Linked DNA regions of Xenopus tropicalis: region 2 is linked to region 1. The links are chromatin contacts, called in public Hi-C maps. All regions are on one chromosome and are shown on one strand. The core of a region is the stretch at or near the end of the contact, and the rest is flanking DNA. Distances in the headings are between cores, read along the strand shown.

Region 1 (5,122 bases), core at 503-3,002:
ATTGCCAGGTGTCAGGTAGAAGAACCCCTTTGCATTGTATCCATGTATACTAAAGTGTTGCTCCATGTAATTTGCCTGTATTGTCTTGAGCAAAACTGTATGCAGTCTTTAGCAGGTGCAGTTATGCTGGTGGAATTCTGGGGGAACAAAAACACATGCAAAAAAAAAAAAAAAACCCTTTGTTTGCCCTTTGCCTCTGTTAGTAAATGAGGATCAATATCACGTTTGCATGAGATCAGGTGTAAACATGAGTATCTTAGAAACATGTTTCTAGATTTAAGGTCATAACCCCTTTTATTAGTATATGCATCTAGTGTTATATTTAGGGCTATGGTACTGCACATGGTTTTGTAAGCCTCTTAGAGAGAACCATAAAGGTCAAAATGCTTTTCCTCGTCTGCAGATGCACTTCAAATGCATTGATTAAGGAAAATGAGGACTGGTGGAGATAGCTCAGATATGCAGAAAGTATTGTCTGTTATGGTTCCCCTGAGATGATTGCATTGGTAAAAACACACATTATAACCATTACACCTATGGCACATATGCTTTTTTCTCTGATGGTGTTTTCAACTGAAGAAGCAACCAAATCTATCACTGCCATATGGTAAATGCCTTACTCTGCCTGTACTATCACATGTTAGCTCTAAATCTGCTCCAATAAACAGGGAAATGCACTGCTACCGTCCAGAAGGGTGGATCCCTGAATAATGGGCTATACCCCCACACTGTAAAAATGGTACAGGTATGGGTATGGTACAGGTATAGGTATGGTACAGGTATGGGTATGGTACAGGTATAGGTATGGTACAGGTATAGGTATGGTACAGGTATGGGTATGGTACAGGTATAGGTATGGTACAGGTATAGGTATGGTACAGGTATGGGTATGGTACAGATATGGGTATGGTACAGGTATAGGTATGGTACAGGTATAGGTATGGTACAGGTATAGGTATGGTACAGATATAGGTATGGTACAGGTATGGGTATGGTACAGGTATAGGTATGGTACAGGTATAGGTATGGTACAGGTATGGGTATGGTACAGGTATAGGTATGGTACAGGTATAGGTATGGTACAGGTATGGGTATGGTACAGATATGGGTATGGTACAGGTATAGGTATGGTACAGGTATAGATATGGTACAGGTATGGGTATGGTACAGGTATAGGTATGGTACAGGTATGGGTATGGTACAGGTATGGGTATGGTACAGGTATAGGTATGGTACAGGTATAGGTATGGTACAGGTATGGGTATGGTACAGGTATGAGTATGGTACAGGTATGGGATCTGCAATCTCCCATTATACATCTCCAATAGACTCCATTTAATTCAAATCATTTAAATTTTTTAAACCGATTTCCTTTTCTTTGTAATAAGGAAGCACTACCTTGTACATAATCCTAACTAAGCTACAAGAATCTTTATTGGAGGCAAAACAATTCCATTGGGTTTAATTTTAATTATTTTTTTAGCTGTCCTGAAAACCCCAGGTCCTGGGCATTCTGGATAACAGGTCCCATACCTGTACTTGCATAGTGTTAATGAGAAAAACAGAAGCTAATTTATTGCTTAATGATTTTCTCCTATTGATTCCTTTCATTCATTTTCTACTGCACTGCTTACAAATAAAGTTTTTTTAAGCATACCTCATGGTTTGGCCCACACATGAAGACATTTGCTGGCTGTAACAATAAGTAAATGGCTAGCAGATTGTGAGTGCTTACCACAGCACAGACGCTTCAACGAGCTGATTGTATTAGCTTGCTAAAAGCAGGTTGGCCTCATTAGTGGTAATTATGGCTAATCAGCAACAGTTGTTCAGAGCAAGATACAGATCAGCTTTGAGCACTGGCCTTACAAAACATGTAATGGGTGTAATGAACGATGAAAAAACCCTGATTAGGCCGGTACGGTATTCAGTAAAAAGAGCAAATGATTCAGCGCTCTTTAGTTATTTATTACTTGTAGAAAACAATTAGATGTATGATCTTGCCACTCCATGTTACAGTAGCTAAGTCTTTCATTTCATCAAGTCATAAAATAAATTGTATATTGCACAGATCATTTATGAAGTCCAAGCTGGCCTTTCTAGTTTGAGCAGAACAGAAACTCCCACCATCCTCACCTAGTCTGGTGTATCATATAGAGTTCTGTGTACAATCATTAGGCTGATGCCACACGTGGCGTTTTTACGCTGCATATTTTCTATTTCTCTCAGCGGCTGAAAAACGCCTGATATCATCATCCATAGAAATAACTTGAAAAGACTCGAAGCAAACCACACAATGCGGAAATACGCTAGAAAACGCCTTAGCACGGATTTTTCAAGCGTTGGCTGAAATATGCTGCGTTTTTTACTATTTTGCACTATTAGCACCATGGAAACAGGATTTGCTGTGTCACCAGTACTAGGCTGAAAAACGCCATAGTCAGGGGCTGTGTGGCTTGTGCGGCGTTTTTAGGCTGAGAAAAAACGCAGCGTAAAAACGCCACGTGTGGCATCATCCTTAAATAGTTCTTCTAGACAGAGAGTAGTGTTCTTCAGATTTATCAGCAATAAAAGGTATTCATCATGCAAGTGTAGGCATCAGCAGTTAGTGGTTGTAAATCCCACCTGTGAGTATGTCTGGGGTTCTCTTCATAGTGGTATGGCCTCTGGATTCCACTCATGGAGAGGAGTGGAGGTGCCAGGAACAGGAAACCAAAGTGAAGGGAAGGTGCTGGGTAAAAAGAAACGTCTTAGTGGCATTGATTTAAAGTGTCACCTAAGTAGACCATGTTTGCTTTTTAACTAGTGATGAGCGAATCTGTCCCATTTCACTTTGCCATAAAATCTGCGAAACAGCAAAAAATCCTCAAAACGTATTTGTCGCACAATTTTTTTTTTTGTTGCTCGCGTCTTTTTTTGTCACCCGCTTCTTTTTTTTTTGTCGCCCGCGTCTTTGTTTGATGCACAATGAATTTTTCCGTGGCGAAGTTTCACAAAGTTTTGCAAAGCAATTTGCCAATGGCGAAATGCGGAAATCTGCTGCAAATCCATGCCTGGCGAAAAAATTTGCTCATTATTATTTTTACCATCTGAAGACTGAACTGAGTTTGCATGTCTCCCCCTATGATTCCTTCAGATTTAAAATAAAGTTAAAAAGAATGTGATGCGATTAGGAGGAGGCATGGGACTCACACTTCTGTTGGGTTACTCTCTCAGAAGCCATATTGTAATGACTTTAGTCATATTTAATAATAAAAGGTTAGTGATGAGTGAATCTGTCTGCTGAAAAACTTGTGAAATGGTGAAAAATTCACGAAACGTGGCTACTGCGTGACTTTTTTGACGTGACCACAACTTTTTTGATGCAACCTAACTTTTCCTCACTCATTTTTTGTTATGCTGAATTTTTGCAGCAGTTTTATGTTAAAAATTGACAATCGCAGCAAATCCATCCCTGGAGAAAAAGATTGGCCTAGCCATGTTCCAATATCTTCCAAACAGACTATATATATATATATATATATATATCCACAAGTTTGTTTTTATGAGTTCTATCCCTGTGGATTTCGTCATTGAAAATTGGCTCTGGGTGTGAGCTGATGGGCCAGTTGGGTGCTGATCAGGGTCCACACTTTCACCAAGCAGCAGGCAGCCAATTGGCTTTTCTCTGCAGGTGTTTAGATGCCAGCAGAAAAAAATGACTCATGTGCCATTAGCCTTACTGTTACAGAAGACATATTGGATAAATGGGAAAAACGCTAATTTTGTAGGCAATTGTGAATAATATATGGTGCTGGTTTCACTTTGGGCTTAAAATAATCCTCTCTGTAAAAATGGCCCCTTTATTGGAGCTCCCTATGGATCGTATCACTCCATCCAGTGTGAAATGAAGAGTGGGCGTGTCCTAACGGTCCCTGCCAGAAGCACAGTAGGAGGGGGATAGCCAATCACAGCCCTGCACTCACACAAGCAAAGACAGGCTTCAGTTCCCTATCAGGTCAGCCTAGCTGCTGATTGGTTCCTATCCTACAGTGCAGTGTACGGAGGGCCACCGGCTCCCCAGCTCATCCAGAGAATTCAGCCAGCAGGAAGTGGAACAGATGGGCGGGACTAGTGGGGTTTTGGTGGAATTTCTCAATAAATCAGTCAGAAACACAACTTTTTAAAGCGCAATCCTTCTATATCTAGAGGAGTATAATTCACTGGTACATTCATAATTTTTATAGGATATGTCTCCTTTAAGGCTGTTAGTAAACCAACAATACTGGAGGCATAGTTGTGTGAATAGGTATAAAGGTGTAATTTGTTTGATTCCTGTGATTTCTTGAGTGATGCACTTAAGGGAATGGTATGCAGTCTATAGCAAAGCTTTTATTGCATTTGACTTCTTTTAGACTACCTAGCCCTTCTCCTCAGCCATGTTCTAATATCTTGCATTAATAAGATCAAAGCAGGTTGTTTGTATCAAGTAGCACATACTTCACTCTAACTGTTAATGCTGCATCTTTGCTAGTAAACCTGCGATTGGATGCTGGATGCACAGTTCTCTACAGTGGAATGAAGGGTAATTTGCATGTTATCTCCCATGATTCCTTGAGTGAAAATTAAAACAGTAGGCATTTCATTACCATTTGATGTAGGAAAAACCTTCCCTGCTTTTTACTTCTTAACACCCGAGATAGCACCAAGTCATGGCCTGAAAAACACAAAACATGGAATTTGATTGGCATGGACTGAATATTATCTGCATAAATTTGCCATTACCATGTAAGTAAAGGGCAATAAAAAACACAGAAAGTGAAAAGTTAAAATGGAAAAAGTAAATAATGTTTTAAATTGTATGTGTAAATTTGGCAAAATATTACTGTTAACAAAAAGGAATTTATAATGGCGGTAGCATTATATTAGAGCAGTAAATTAGCGTATAACCTGAACAATATATTAGATGTCATACCTGATAGAAATATATGTAATGGCAGCCAGTTGGGAAAAAAAAAATTAAGCTTTTGGATCCATACCTAGTTAAAAATGCCTCATCATTAATATTATGCTTTATTTAATGTTTCAGTTCCTTAGAAGAAGTCCACCCATAGAATCTGTGGCTCAACTGCATGGGGACATG
Region 2 (4,565 bases), core at 603-3,102, 280 kb after region 1:
AATAAATGTGTGATATCACAATGTATTTACAGGTGACTCCCTTCTGCGCCCCACAGGAACTTAGCGCACCCCTCTAGTCCCTTTGTTCCGCCATTCCAATCTTTTCTTTATAGTTGCAAATCGCACTATTTAGGTAAACAAAATTGATTTATATCTGGCGATTAAGCGGAGATATAATCTGAACCTGCATTACATTATCCAATTTTTGTCTGCTGGAAAAGGTAAATAGCACAAATATAAACAATGGGCCTAATTCACTAAAAAGTACTATTTCCTTGTAATTTATTATGGTTCTTTTTTAAAAAAAATAATAGTAAAGGTGCATAGATTTCTTCCACAACCATCTTACATAAAATTAACTTTAACGGAAAGGAAGAGAAAACAAGGAGTGACACTGATCTGTTAAACTTATTCACATGTTTCACTGGAGAAAGAAGCGAGGAAACCGTTATAATAAGACGGATTCAATCTGTCATCCAGAACTAGCAATTTAGATTATTAGTATTGTTGCCTCTGGAGTCGTGTTCCCTACAACGCACTGGGCTCAAACAAAGCATTATATTACCCACCCATGAAATGTAAAACATGTATATAACTGTATTAAAAAGAAGGGTTAACATTGTTTTTGTTTTGTACACTACAGATCTAGAGTATATGCACTGATGGCTTAATCTAAGGTTAAAACAATTTATTTTTAGTTTATAAATAAACGTCACGTTATTAATTTTAATTTTTCTCGTTATTTGATTAGATTTTGTCAACATCATTTGAATGGCAGGCTTGCTGAGTAAAATGATAATATGATGTTGATAATAATTTTAAATTGTGGCACTTCGGGTGAATTTTAGGAACAACATTATGTTGTCCACTCACTGATAATAATAAATCTGTACATTTATGCTGATATTTTTCACCAATTGCCTGTTAGTGTGTATGTCTTGGTGCCAGGTTCCGCAAAAACTGTTTATAAAACAATTAATGAATTACATAATTAAAATGACATGTTATCGGTGTCTGTAGGACTGTGGTTGAATACAACGGAATTCTAAATTTGTACCTCTTTTCTCTCGCAGGTAACAGGCAGTAACAGGATGGACAGCAACTGCCGCAAGCTGGTGACAGCCTGTGTCCAACTAGGTGAGCTTCTGCCCATTCCTTTGTGTAGGGATTAGGGAAACTCCAGAGGGTTAGCGATTAAGTAGCAGAGATGCACATTTGTATCACATTCTCTAAGTCCACCACAATAAAAAAATAGAAACGGAGAAAAACGTCTGTTTGTTTTCTTTTAATAACAGTAAATATAATGATGATATAACATTTTTAATAATGAGCATAGTTAGGATCTCACAGTCATTCTTACATGGAGAAAGAAAGCTGGTGGAGATCAGCACTTGCTAATGAGAGCTGTGGCCGTAACGTTGTGCCTGTGTGTGATTGCAGGAGTGCAGCCCTCGGCAGTAGAGTGTCTCTTCTCTAAGGAGTCCGATATGAAGAAAGGGGATTTTCCTGCTACAGATGCCACAGAAGGCAGCCGCAAGGAGACAGGCAAACTGTTTGGCAGGAATCATCAAAGCGCCGGTGGTAAGGACTCCGTTTGTCTTGAATTGTTGGGTGTAGGATTAGGGTGTAACAAAGTATTTACAGGGCTAATTAAGAGAGTTAAAATGCTATTAATTGATGTAAACTAAATGCAGAGTGAATTTATAGAGACTCGTGTAGTCGCTCTCATTTAGCTTTTGCGTCACTTTAAACCTTGCAGCTAAAAAGTTGGTCACGCTGAAGGGACTGCTTTCAGTAGCACTGACCCTCATGCGACTACTAATCCACAGCTGTGAGCTCGCTTTGTGCGGGGACCCGACCAGCACTACATTTTGTGATAAACTGATAAGTGGAAGGGCCTGGTGTGGAGCCTTTAGCCATGATCTTTAAGCGCCCTCTAGTGGCAGGCAAATGAAGGGCAAGAATGAATACAATCGTTTGGTGATGTCCAACCTGTGATAGCATTTTGGGGGGGTTTCTTGCTGAGATATGGAAGTTATTACGTTTTCATAAAATTTGTTGATGCATAAAGGCAGTGGAAAATGAAAGCAAGACAACCGATTGGAACAAATCAATCTAGCACCTTCTTAGTTTTTGTTATGGGGCCAGTTTGATTGTCTCTGGTTATCTGCTGTTGAACTACGGCTACCAGCATTTCCACAATTGCAATGTGGGCAGTTTACCCTGTTACCAAAGATACTGCATGTTTACAATTAGGAAAGCTGGGTCCTGACAGTTGTAGTTCAACCCTAGTGGAAAACTAACGGCATATGGGCATATGGTAAAACTATTTGGCACCATCCTTACTTGTGGAGGGAATCAAGAGAAATATACAGTAAGAGAGGTACAGGAGACTACCCAATAAGATCATTATTAAATGTAAATTCGGGTACAATGTCTGTGGCGACGAATGAGTTAATGGCTTATTACAAGGGGGTCCCTGTAGGGGCCGGTGGCAACATGTGGAGCAGAGGGATATCTGAGCATTCTATCCTGAATCACATAAAGTGCCAAGAGACATGGACTGGCAGTTAATGAAAATTAACTCATACATTTGTAATATTAATTATACATACTAGATTATCTAATGTAAATTAAAGGTACATCATTGACTTAATGTTCTGCTATACTGACACAAGGTTTGCTCACCAAAAATATCATAGTAACGCGATAAAAACACCCCCATAGAAGATCCGATTTTACCATAAAGCAGCCCTGGAAAGTATGACGTGCCAGCTGTACCTGCTTTTAGGAAGCAGTTAGTGAGCCCTTATAGTAGTTATCTTGGCTATGTGAGATTATGTTAATGGTCTTCTGACTTTGCTTCATAATCCTTTAATAATCCCTGTTATGTAATTCCTGCCAACAAAGAAGGGCCATTTCATTTAATCCCATTTTTAAATATAATTATTCGCTGCCGTATACGTGGTGGTATCATCTATATTGCTGCACATTTATTTCACTTCTGCTTACAATATCCACCCATTCTCCTTGACACTGTGAACCACAGTTTAAAATCTTAATTCGAAATATACAAAGAATTGAGATTATACCTCCATGCATTAATAAATGATTTTAGAATAAAGTATTTCCACTGAGGGAAATTGGTTTGTTTAAAATAAAAACTTCTCATTTTTAAGTGGAAATAAATTATTCATAGTCATATGTTCACATATAATTCCATATATGTGTGTGTCAATACTATGTGACTTCTGTCTCATCTATCTGTTCCTATGTCTGTATGGCTATGGCTTTCTGTTTATGCGTTATGGTGCCAGTGTATATAAGGGATGGTGTTAGTAGATGTCCTATTTCTGGCTAAGGGCTCACCCTTATTTGTTTTGAAAAAAATGTGTGGATAAAAACTTGCATTTTGGTTTCTTTTTTCCCTTGTGCAATAATATATGCAAGAATTGCTTGATGACTCCAGGGAACAGGAGATGTGCAAGGAGAGCCTCTCCGTGAGCAGGAATATACTAATGGAACAATCTCATGTCTGCTTAATCCCGTGTAAAAAGAATTGTCTTTTGCTTAATATTGACTGAATGGGTAATTAATGGCTCTCCATAAGGCACTGGGCAGTAATGTGAATAGCAGAATCGGGAAACATAGAGAATTGCAGGAAGGCTGCTATTTATCCCTTAGGGGCATCTAACTGCAATAACTGGCAAATAGTAGAGTGCAGTGGCTTTGGGCAAATATACATAGGGCAAGGAAATACTAATAAGTCCCTGTTCATCTGTGTGTAGCCCAGCACTGGGCGATTCCTCTAGCAAATAACTGCTATGGTGGTTTAGTAAATGTGCCCAGATCTCTAACTAAATATTCTATTAATGGGAGAAATCAGTGAGATGGCAGAATGCCCAGGGTTTGCACTTAGATTTAAATGCTGGCAATCCAGCCGCTGGTCAGTGAATAGCAAGGTTTTTTGGTATACTGTCAATGGGTAAGGTTGTAAGGCTTTGGGAATTAGATGATTTTATAAATCAGGGATATATATACATTGTGCATTCAATTATTTTGCATGATAAAAGTGAGAGTAATTTAAAAAAAAAAGTTCCAATGTGCATTGAATCAAAATACACTTATATGTTCATGTACTTACAATTAAAAGAAGTATTTGTTGTTTCATTAGTGTAACATCAGTGTAATACTCACGTTGGCGTTTGAAACAATAGATCAGAATTTGTCCTTCTCATCTCACTTCTGCTGCATTGGTTCAGGAGTCAGAACCAGCAGAACAAATCAACTAGACTGACTCTACTTTCGATAGCAATTACAAATAACTTTAAAGCCAAAGTCCCTTATAATTACTTTTTATTTTATTATGATAAAAAAAAACATTTTTGGGCGGAGATATCGTTTAAATAAAGGCAATTGCAGTTTTTCGCTTTTAACCGTGTAGAGAGAGGGGCATGATCTCCGAATATTATTACAAATGATAAACTGGTTGATAACCTTACAGGCCCTTGGAATAGTGAGTCTAGTTTTTTAGGCCAGCCCAGTGCATTTAATATCTATCATAA

What was found. Hi-C and Micro-C count contacts between places; a contact is called where the count stands out from the background.
Region 2: a Hi-C map of neurula embryo shows a contact between it and region 1, with 2.7 times the contacts expected there. The contact joins two enhancer-like sites. A contact is called at or near these places in 4 of 5 Hi-C or Micro-C datasets (brain, gastrula embryo, neurula embryo and 1 more).

Annotation. Positions count from the first base shown.
Region 1 is chr1:68,046,974-68,052,095 of UCB_Xtro_10.0, forward strand. No RefSeq gene overlaps it. Among named protein-coding and RNA genes, the nearest start is that of fam241a, 210 kb to the left of the region's middle. Within about 2 kb of position 1,753, at least 1 of the 11 cell types and tissues checked has an H3K27ac peak or open chromatin away from gene starts, as enhancers often do. A contact at or near this core is called in neurula embryo, where this site is marked.
Region 2 is chr1:68,321,934-68,326,498 of UCB_Xtro_10.0, forward strand. No RefSeq gene overlaps it. Among named protein-coding and RNA genes, the nearest start is that of pitx2, 5.1 kb to the right of the region's middle. Within about 2 kb of position 1,853, at least 2 of the 11 cell types and tissues checked have an H3K27ac peak or open chromatin away from gene starts, as enhancers often do. A contact at or near this core is called in neurula embryo, where this site is marked.